Linked DNA regions of Mus musculus: region 2 is linked to region 1. Evidence: chromatin contacts called from public HiCAR-type data. All regions are on one chromosome and are shown on one strand. The core of a region is the stretch at or near the end of the contact, and the rest is flanking DNA. Distances in the headings are between cores, read along the strand shown. Region 1 holds the start of Pop1 (processing of precursor 1, ribonuclease P/MRP family, (S. cerevisiae)). Region 2 holds the start of Rnf19a (ring finger protein 19A).

Region 1 (5,118 bases), core at 1,449-3,948:
GAGTGACCTTGGCAAATTATTCAACTTAGTATATGACAGCTCTCACATCTGAAAAATGGAGTTGTAGCTGGGCGCTGGTGGTACACACCCAGGGCCTCATACATGTTCAGCATGGTCTTTTACTGAGCTATATCCATCCTCGGCCAGAAAGACATTGAAATTATTATGACTATTTATGTGCACGTGTATAAGTCCACCACCTGTGCACATACCCATGGAGGCCAGAAGATCCTCTGGGTCCTTTGGAGCTAGAGTTACAGATGGGAGTGAATGGACTAATATGGGTGCTGGGAACCAAACTTGGCTTCCTGAAGAGCAGAAAGTGCTCTTAAGTGCCGAGTCATCTCTCCAGCCCCAGCCAGAAACACTTTAACAAAGGGAGCAGGCTCAAGGTTTTGAGCCAACTGCAGTATGCTCATAGAGTTTTGGAATTAATACTTTTTATTTGAGTTATTTTTAAAAATAGTTACTTTCTATTGTATTGTTTTCTATTTAGAGTATTTTGATAATGTTTTCTTTTAAAATTAATTTAAGTGAAAGTAAGTCATTTCAATGAAAATGTTATAAAACACCAGGTATACAGTTTGGGAGAAAAAAAAAAAGGTCAATTGAAAACTATCTCATCCAAATCTCTACATTCTGTATTCTTTTACCTCTGTGTCCTCTGGAGGAATGTCAGTCTGTAACTAATTAACTATGATGAGTCAAACTTCCTAACACTATTAAAAGTGGAAAAACAGAAAACCCAACATTTAAAGTTTAACCGGACTACCTTATTTGGGGAGCTTCTTCAAAACTTTTTTTCTTTCTCTGCTCCAAATCAGAATCAGTTTTCCTCCCTTTCATTTGGTTTCTCATCCCATTAAGTTCCATCTCCAATCCTATTATAATAATTACTGCTTTGACACATGGGACTGTTATTTCTCTTGATATTAAGGGAGCTAGGGTTTGAGTTCAAGCCAAGATGTCACTTGCACACTGTATTTCCTTGAAAAGATTGACCTTGAGCTGTCCTTTTGTAAAATGGAGAGACAACTTAAAGGTAGTTAGTTGTCATAGTGCCTGTCATGTAACATTTGCTACATTACTGCTTCTTTTCCTTTTATAGGTGAAGGCCTATGTCGGATTACTTCTTACACATTTTTGAATCAGCTAAATACTTGGCATGCACTACACATCTTCTACAGTACTAATGTTGCAGCCGAAGAAAATCTTCAGTTTTGATTGACAGCAAAGAGACACTGTGTCAGAAATGACTTTTTCAAAAGGAATTGGCTCTAGATACGTTTTAGTGAAGACTTAGAAGTTAGAGAGGAGAAAGTTATATAAGATACAATACAGTGATTTTTAAAGCTGAGGTATTTTGAGGAACAAGGTTTTAAGTTAAGTGTGCTGGTCTTCACGTCAGCACTAGGAATGCTCAAACAGGAGAACAGCAGGTTCTAGGTTAGTCTGAGCTACAAAGTTAGTCTGTCCTTCATAGCACCCACAGAAGGAAGTGAAAAGAAAGTACCATTTCTATTTAAAAGCACTTCTGGTAAGCAGAGATAAATGCCAAAGGGTAGTTTTTATTTTTCCAGTACATATATGGTTAGCTCTAGTATATAGGATAATCTCAGAAGATCACCTTTGGTGTTACTTGCATTTGATATTAGTGGTAAATAGGCATGGATAAACCATTCATAAGCATCATTGCATTCCTACACGTTATAGAAGCCAGAGACTAGGATAGACATACAGGTATTTGCTGAGTACTGTCCAAATGAGACAAGCATATCTTGTAAATTAAGAAAGGGTTAGATCAAACTTCATGCTAGTAAAAGAAGCCTGTCACAGAGGACCAAACAGTGTATTATACTTTTTATAGCAAACGTCTTTAACAGATAAACCCTATAGTGATGGAGAGGAAATAAATGGGTGGTTGTAAGGAGCTGGGGAAAGATGCCATGTGGAATAAATGCTAATGGTATAAACCTTATTTTAGGTTGGATGTAAATGTTTTGAGAATAGAAAGTGATGATGGCTACACAACTTTTGGGCATAGTAAAAGCCACTGAATTGAACCCACTAACAGAATGAGAATTCTATGGGTTGTTTATTCTATCTTAATAAAATTGTTACAAAAACCAAAACTAGAAGCCACCAAGACGAAAGGCAAGGGGGTTGGGGTGATGCCACTTCTAACCAGAGAAAGCATGTAGCAAGCTCGCCTTCGGGGCCCCGGCAGCTCCAGATGGGGGCAAGATCTTAGGAGTGCAAGTTTCTGGTAGCACCAGGGCTCCCCCATTCTCTGAGGGATTTGGATACACTGTACTCTTTCTGAACTTAGTTTCTTCGCGCGTTCTAAGACTCTCTTTTGCTCGGACCAGCAGGGGCCAAAGCTCCAAACTTGCAACACTGCACCTACCTGGTCCTTCAGAGCTACAGTAAAAAACATTACCTGTAGGGACCAATGGCCGCCGGGGCTTTTGTGGTGCTGATCACCTTTCTGATTATGGACGACATGCTAATCCTTCCCTCTTGAAGACCCTCCAGAAGAAGAAACGATGGTAAGTAACTACACCCACTCTTGTCCACTGACCAGACAGCCCTAGGCAAAAGAGTTTTAGTTCAGGGACAGCCCCGTGCGAATTCGCACGGCCCGATGGGAATTGTAGTTTACAAGCGACTCCGGGACACGTGGAGGAAGAAGCCGTGCTGCGCACGCGCCCTCAGCCCGCTCGCTCACCCTCTGTGGTGGGAGCTTCTAGGGATCTCAGAACCTTGTCATTCTTACCGGCGAAGCCCTCGGAACTTTTGGCAGGTTGGTGGTGAGGCACTAATGCTTAGCCGGGGCCGCCAGCTCGCGGGGGCCTCGCGTGGGGGCTTGCCCACAGTGGCGGCTTCGGCTTGCGGCGCTTTTCACTTGGGGAGGTCCATGCTGCCCGGGCGGGCCCTCTTGCAGTCCAGAGCCTCAGGCTCCTGTGCTCGTTTTTATGCTTATCGTTGCCCTGCCAGGCGGAATCCCCTCTGGGAATGCGCTTGTATCCCTTTCTGGGTACCGTAAAGGACAGGGATGGGTCATTCCGGGGAACCAAGCAGAGGTGTGGGTTGTCTGCCTTTCGCCATCCCGTGCTTCCTTTCTATGCATGATCGCCTCAAGATTTGAGCAGACCGGGGTCTGCTTTCCGGAGGCGAGTCATCTTCTCCTAGCTCACGACTTCAGCTTTCTCACTAACGAACCTGGGTAGATAAGAAGATGTACTAATTAGTAACTGATAATATATCATAAGGAAGTATATTTAAAACAATTCTTTAGTGTAGCTGGTATAATTTTGCCTTTTGAGAAAGATAAAAACTAATTTTTACTCTCTAAATAGATGTGTGTATGTTTATTTTTTCATAAATACGAGTTTTGGTAGAGTATTTGATACTGCAAGACATAAAGCATCTAAAGTGGTTTTGTTTGTTTGTTTGTTTGTTTTGTTTTTGTTTGTTTGTTTTTTGAGAGGGTTTCTCTGGATAGCCCTGGCTGTCCTGGAAATCACTTTGTAGACCAGGCTGGCCTCGAACTCAGAAATCTACCTGCCTCTGCCTCCCGAGTGCTGGGATTAAAAGCGTGGGCCCCCACGCCCGGCTTTTTTTTTTTTTTTTTAGAGCTGATTTGTTGTTTGATTTTTATAATAGTCAGTGATGAGATGCTATTTTGCCTAAATATGTAGTACAGTCGGAACTATAATTAGGGCCAGTTGTTGGAAAAGTCTATCTCAATCCCAAATCCAAATTAATGATTTAAAAAATATAAAATTTAACCCAGCAACTCAATTTCAAACTAGTTTTTTAAATCAAACAATGCAGCCCAGCACAATCCAAAGACGTGCGGCATGAGAACAATTTAAAGAGAAATTTAGGCCTGTTTTTATATCATTGTTTCCTTTTTTTTCTTTTTCTTTATTTAATGTACGAGTGCTCTGCTGCATATATATCTGCCTGCCTGAAGAGGATATCAGATCCCCCTATAGATGTTTTGTGAGCCACCACGTGGTTGCTGGGAATTGAACTCATGACCTCTGGAAGAGCAGCCAGTGCTCTTAGCCTCTGAGCCATCTCACCAGCCTGTATAACATTGTTTCTTAAGAGCATAAACCTGTATGTACAGTAAGAACACTGGGTTCATAACTTGCCTGGGATCTTGGCTGAGCTGTTTCAGGCAGTATTTGTTGGTGTTGTATGGTGTGTAAGCATGGGATGTCACTGCTGAACTGTGGCTGTAGTGACGTCTAGGTAGAGCACTGCCAGAAACACTTTGGATTCATTACACATTTGACTTCTGAATTGTTCTTGCTAGATTTTTCATCACCTCACATTCAGCTACATGACCCTATATGGGGTTGTGATCCCCAACTGGAGAAGCTCTGAGGCTACCTACAGTTCTCATGCTGTGTCAGAAGGAGCGTAGTTGCGGGCTAAATGTTTCTTACCTTGTTAACGTTTGCTTTATAGTCAAAGTTCATGTATGTGTGGATATGAATATCCAATACTTGTGTTGTTTTGATCCTGTACTTTGTTTATGGTAGTCTGCTAAGTGCAGTGTGACAATAAGAAAGGTCAGACCTGTGACCCTCTGTCAACATGCACTGTAAGAAATCCTCTTGATTCCCTGTCATCTTGTCCTGTGTAATGCTGAGGGACTGCTTCCGTGCTTCAAGAATGGTGAGATCCTTTTTCTTGGTTTAGGGCTTCATGCTGGAATACACGAGCTTCCTGCTTGGACTCCACAGCCTATTTGGTTCCATCTTCTTCCTATGTTCCTCTTCTAGTCCTCCTGAGTTTTGATTCCTGTTGTTCACACGGTAGATTCCTAAACAAAAATTACAGCTGACATTTTCTTACTGGCTTTCCCTGAGGTTGCACAGTTTCCCTGTATAGAATATTTCATTTGTGCTTTTAGTCTCCAATTGTTTTGAGTTTTAGGAGTAGTGAATGGAGCTGAGCCTGGATGGAATCTCAGAATGCTTACCAGATTGGGGAATTTTCTCACTAGTGGCTTGGTTACCTTTTCTTTGAGGCACAAGAATAACCTACTTTCTTTGCTGTTATCTACATAAAGTTTATGTGTTGGTAGAATATTCTAATATT
Region 2 (5,118 bases), core at 1,624-4,123, 1.8 Mb after region 1:
GAAAGACAAGTAACAAGCCTCTAAAACTTTCTATTTCTTGAATATAGAAGATATAAGTAACTCTGACATAAAAGTACCCAAATTTATCATCAGCTTATGTGATAGGTGCCAAGCACTTGACTAGGGATGTTTACAAGTTATCACAATTATTTTGTCCTCTTAGAAACATCAGGAAACTACATTTCTCACTCTTCAGTGCCCTCCAGATGATGATGATGGCTGACTTTTGGTGTTACTGTTGCTGTTTGCCATGGGGTCTAGCTAAATTGCTCAGTTAGCTTCTAACAATGTTCCCACTTCAATCTCTAGAGTAGCAAAATTACAAACAGATACTAACACAAAGAGGTGATTTGGGAATATATGTTTATTAGATGGTAAGGGCTGACTAAAAACTAAAGGATTTCTGTGCTATATCTAAGTGTTTAGGAAAAACCAAGACTTGTCATACAAATATACAAAATCCTTTTCAAAAGACAGGAAAGAAGAAAAAATAAAAATAAAAAGCTTGCCTCAAGCAAAGAGGGCAGAGGTACTAAGAAACTTGCCTAGCTTGTGCAAGACACACACACACACACACACACAAATGTCTGCCTAAAATTATGCATACATCTATAACTCATTAAAGTACAGTGGTGTCTCCAAGCTAGGCAAGGAGTACAGGTCTTTAATCCTATCAGGGGCAAGAACTCAGTGAGTTTAAGGCCAGCTTTGTATATATAGCAAGTTCTAAGCCAACTACCAGGTTATGTAGTGAAACCCTTTCTCAAAAAGGGGGGGGGGGGGAATTACTCCTGAGTACATTATACTCACAACTGCAAAAACATTGCTTGGACGCTGTGTTCATGGCAAGTCAAGTCCATTTACTTTCTACTTGGTGCTGAAGTATCTTCAAAAACACTTAAGTAGAAGATAATATGGCACTGTCATTTTGCCAGATTAAAAAAGGCACCAAAAATCCAACACATTGCCACAAATATTCAAAATGAAATTCTAACATTTGCTAGGCAACAGTACAATGAACAATTCTTTATATTAATTCTAATGTTCAACCAAGGCATCTCCAAGATGAGGTATTTCATGCAGCTATTTTAGTAATGAATAGGTTTGTTTCAACTTCTAAAATAATTCTGCAATTAAAAAAATTAACCTTACTGGGGTTCTAGAATGAGAATCGATGATATAATAAAAAAATACACTCAGGCTAGCTGCCATATGCATTCTTCTTCAGAAAGACACCTTGCAATGACATTAAAATCTTTCCATGGTCACATGAAATTTAAGCTTACACTGTATAATATATATATATATATATATATATATATATATATATATATATATCTTGCTTTTGTTTTGCATAATTTGGTTTAGTAAGTCCCAAGACTTAATACCAATTCTTTGTCCATGAAATTGTATGTACCAAGTAAAGAACATTTGAAAGTAAGGACATAGCCATTTTCTAAATATTTACATTTTAATTCAATACAGACAGCTCTGTGTTAAAGAAGCTTAAGCAAGCAAATATGGAAATGACTTGAATTACAAACAGAAGCACTAGGATGTGCAAAGAGACCGGTTTATAGCAAAACCGGAAAGGGAAAAAAAGACAAGTATCTCGTCACACTACATACAATGAAAAGGGTCAAGAAATTCTGGTTAAAATATTAAATAATCAAAGACTGCCAGGTACGCGTGCGTATACACAAACATACACAAAGTAGAATGAGGAAGATCAAAATATTTTGAAGGCACCAACCACGGAAAGGCCCGCTTTCATACCTCCCGTTTGCTATCATTTTACACCAGCCTTTATAGCCAACCCTAGGTTTGAAAATTGCAGCTGCATTTAAAGGCCGTCCTATCATTACCAACATTTTGCGACATTCTCAACCCTACACAAAGTAAAGCACCAGTCGTGTATTTCTATCTCCAAGGGCGCCAACAAGCAAAAATTAAACCTTTCTTTTTCCCATATATAGCCTTCACCATTCTCTTCCCTCTTTTATTTGCTGCCCTTGTCTCAGGATTAACGAACCTAAACCACTTCTTCCCATTAGTGGAAATGGAAAAAGAGAAGAGAGCGACAGTAGAGCGGAATCCCAGACCGAAGGAAAAACTGGCAATTCAAAGTGGTGGCCTCACTCGGGGTGAGGGCAGGGAAAACCCCAGACGTGGAGTCCGGAAGACCCCCGTTCATCCCCAGGCTATACGGCTTTCCGCGCCGGTGCCTGCTTGTGTGCGCGATCTCCGCTCCCGAAGGAGGCGGTCATCTCCCCGCCGCCCTCCCGGGCCCCAGGCGGCAGGCTTCGGGGGCGAAGTCCGCGGCGCCCAGTGTGCGGCGAGGCCCGGAAAGCGTCCCGTTAGAGGCGATTTCACCCGTCAGGAATGCGCTCCGCCCCCGCCGCCTCCCCACGGCGGCCGCCCTCGGGTCTCGTCCGCTCCGCCGCCCCGGAACGCTCGGGGCAGCGCCGTGGACAGTCACAACACCGACGGGGCCACAGGCCCGGCCCCCCACGCCCCGGCCCGCACCCCGGAGACGGCCGCAACGGTCTCCCGGCCCCAGACCGAGGCCTGAGCGGCGCCTTGAATCCCCATCCGTAGGGGAGCCGCCCGGCTCCCGCGGCTCCGGCGCCTGCCGTACCTCAGCTCCTCAGGGCGGCGGCGGCGCGGGGCGGCTGGCGAGCAGGCCCATCCCGCGGAGGCAGAAAGCGGAGGCAGAACGGAGGACGACTTTTCAGCACCGCCGCGGAACCTTCTCAGCTAGGGCGAGAGCTGCCGGTGGAACGGTTGCGGGCGGCCGCTTTCCCGAACTCCCCTCTGTGACTCCAGTCGGACCGTCGCAGCCGGGAACCAACACAGCAACTGCCATTCTCCCCCGCCCTCGCCCCCAGGCCCCGCCCCCTCCACTCCCTCCTGCCCCACCCGGCATAGCCCCGCCCAGCGCGCCTTGCGTCTTGGCGTCAAGCCCCGCCCCGCCCCACGTCGACCAGCCGCGGTTATCTCTGGGACGCGGTGGTTCCTTGGCTCCAGCACGTTCGCCTCGCACTGCGCGCTCTCGCCGCCGGCCCTCCCGCGGGCGGCGACTTACTCGGAACGCGCCGGGCAGTGGGGCGGGAGACGCCCTTCTTGTAACCCCGACCCCGTCTCCGTGAGGTGATAGGAAGGGACGGCGGGAGCCGCGTTCCAAGTGGAGCGCTTCCTGAGCGACAGGACCCTGACTTAGCTTTTCAATCCTTTGTTCACCTGCTTGATTGGCAACCCTCGGGAGAGCAGAGCCGAGTCGTCCCCAAAGAAATATCTCAGGTCTTATCAATGTCTGATACAGTAGGAGTTACTTTGGCCCAGCCTGTGTCTTCCATTCCCCTCCAGCTTTTGATCCAGTCGGACACCCTTTGAATTTTTCACCTACATAAGACTTGGTATAGAGTTAGTTAAATAAACAGATCCCTTTCCTGTCCTGATCCCATCCTCTCCGTTTATTTCTCTTGGGGACTTAGATCATTTCCTTAGAATCCTGAGAAATGGATGTGATGGATGCCAAAATGTCCATCCACCATCTGTTACTTAATCTAAATATATCACTCGATCCTTATTTCAGTGTGTCTAAACTAGAAACTCACCAAGGAGCCATATTTTTTCAAACCCCACTTGGCCTCTTTGGTAACACAGTAAATTTTTCCCAGTTAGAAACAGGCTAGGCGATCTAGGGCTAAATGTCTTTGACCATACATCTTAAAGGGAGTAAGTATGGATATGATTTCCATTTATTGGAAGTTGAGAGCCATTATGTGTATACCTTAAAATGCTATCAAAAGGCTGCATTCGATGCCCAATAATCTACAGGACACTTTAAGCCTACGGATAGTGCAAGAGTAGCTTTGCAGTACAAATGGAGTAATGACTGGTAAGGGTTTTGAGTAAAGAATTGTGCAGAATAACAGTGGTCCTGTACTCTCTATAGTCATCATAGTTCTGAGAAATTAAATTTCTGTCTTCCTAGAAATTGGAAGGGTCTGCTGTTACTTACTAGTCCAATATGCATATCCTGAGAGAGATATACCTGAAGGACATCTCCACTTGAATCTATGGAGGCATCTTGTATTAGATAGTTTTATCTTAACATGAGACAAGCTAAAGTCGTTTGAGAGAAGGGATCGTCAATGAAGAAAACACCTCCATGAGACTGGGCTGTAGGAAGCCGTAGGACATTTTAATTAGTGATTGATGGAGAGACAGCCCACTGTGAATAGTTTCATCCCTGGGCTGTTGGTCCTGGGGTCTATAAGAAAGCAGGATGAGCAAGCTATGAGGAGTAAACCAGTAAACAGCACCCCTCCACAGCCTCTGCAACAGCTCCTGCCACCAGGTTCCTGCCATATTTGAGTTCCTGTCCTAACTTCTTTCGGTGATGAACAGTGATATGAAAGTGTAAGCCAAATAAACCTTCCCCAAGTTGCTTCTTGGTCATGGTGTTTTGTGGCAGCATCAGAACCTTAAGACAAACCTATAGCTCAAGTCTGTCTGAGATAGACAGGGGCTTATCTAAAACAACCCTTACTTCTCTCATCCAAGCAGAGCCAAGCCAGAAGTCCAGGGTTCTCACAGACACCCTGTCTTTGGTCCCTTTCACTGAGTCCCATTTATTATGCCCTCTAAATATCACTCTGTTCTCTGTGCTGTATACCCTTTGCCTTTAGGACAACAACTTCAAGTTTGGCTGCCTCCCCCAAGAGAACGTGGGAAAATTGAGATGCCTAGGCTGCATCCAAGTGAAGGGGGCTCTGGAGAGCCGTATATTTTTAAATTCCAGGTGATAAATGTACTTTCGAGACTGGAAACCATGCTACAAAGTCACCGTTTCTCCTTGGATTCATGCAAAGAAGCTGCTTGGCCTCCGGTGGGCTTTTTGCTGCATTCTTCCTAATTTACCCATTGTAATTTATTCAACATTGGCTCAAGAAATATTGCTGTCTACTAAATTAAAAGGTGATCCAAGCTTTCTACCATCTCCAATGCTCTCTCTCCCTCTCCCTCTCCCTCTCCCTCTCCCTCTCCCTCTCCCTCTCCCTCTCCCTCTCTCTCTCCCTCTCTCTCTCCCTCTCTCTCTTTCTCCAGATGTGA

What was found. HiCAR-type assays count read pairs that join an accessible place to other places.
Region 2: a HiCAR-type map of astrocytes shows a contact between it and region 1, with 7 times the contacts expected there. The contact joins the promoter of Rnf19a here to the promoter of Pop1 in region 1. A contact is called at or near these places in 13 of 39 promoter capture datasets (the 3T3-L1 cell line, 3T3-L1-derived adipocytes, the C10 cell line and 8 more), 2 of 115 datasets of contacts at active chromatin or transcription factors (astrocytes and large pre-B cells) and 1 of 9 other capture datasets (adipose tissue).

Annotation. Positions count from the first base shown.
Region 1 is chr15:34,492,613-34,497,730 of GRCm38.p6, forward strand. Pop1 (processing of precursor 1, ribonuclease P/MRP family, (S. cerevisiae)) reads left to right here and starts at 2,699. Exons shown (of 16, transcript NM_026340.3): 1 at 2,699-2,803. Rida (reactive intermediate imine deaminase A homolog) reads right to left here and starts at 2,634. Exons shown (of 6, transcript NM_008287.3): 1 at 2,441-2,634. The coding sequence starts at 2,505.
Region 2 is chr15:36,280,274-36,285,391 of GRCm38.p6, forward strand. Rnf19a (ring finger protein 19A) reads right to left here and starts at 2,874. Exons shown (of 10, transcript NM_013923.2): 1 at 2,639-2,874.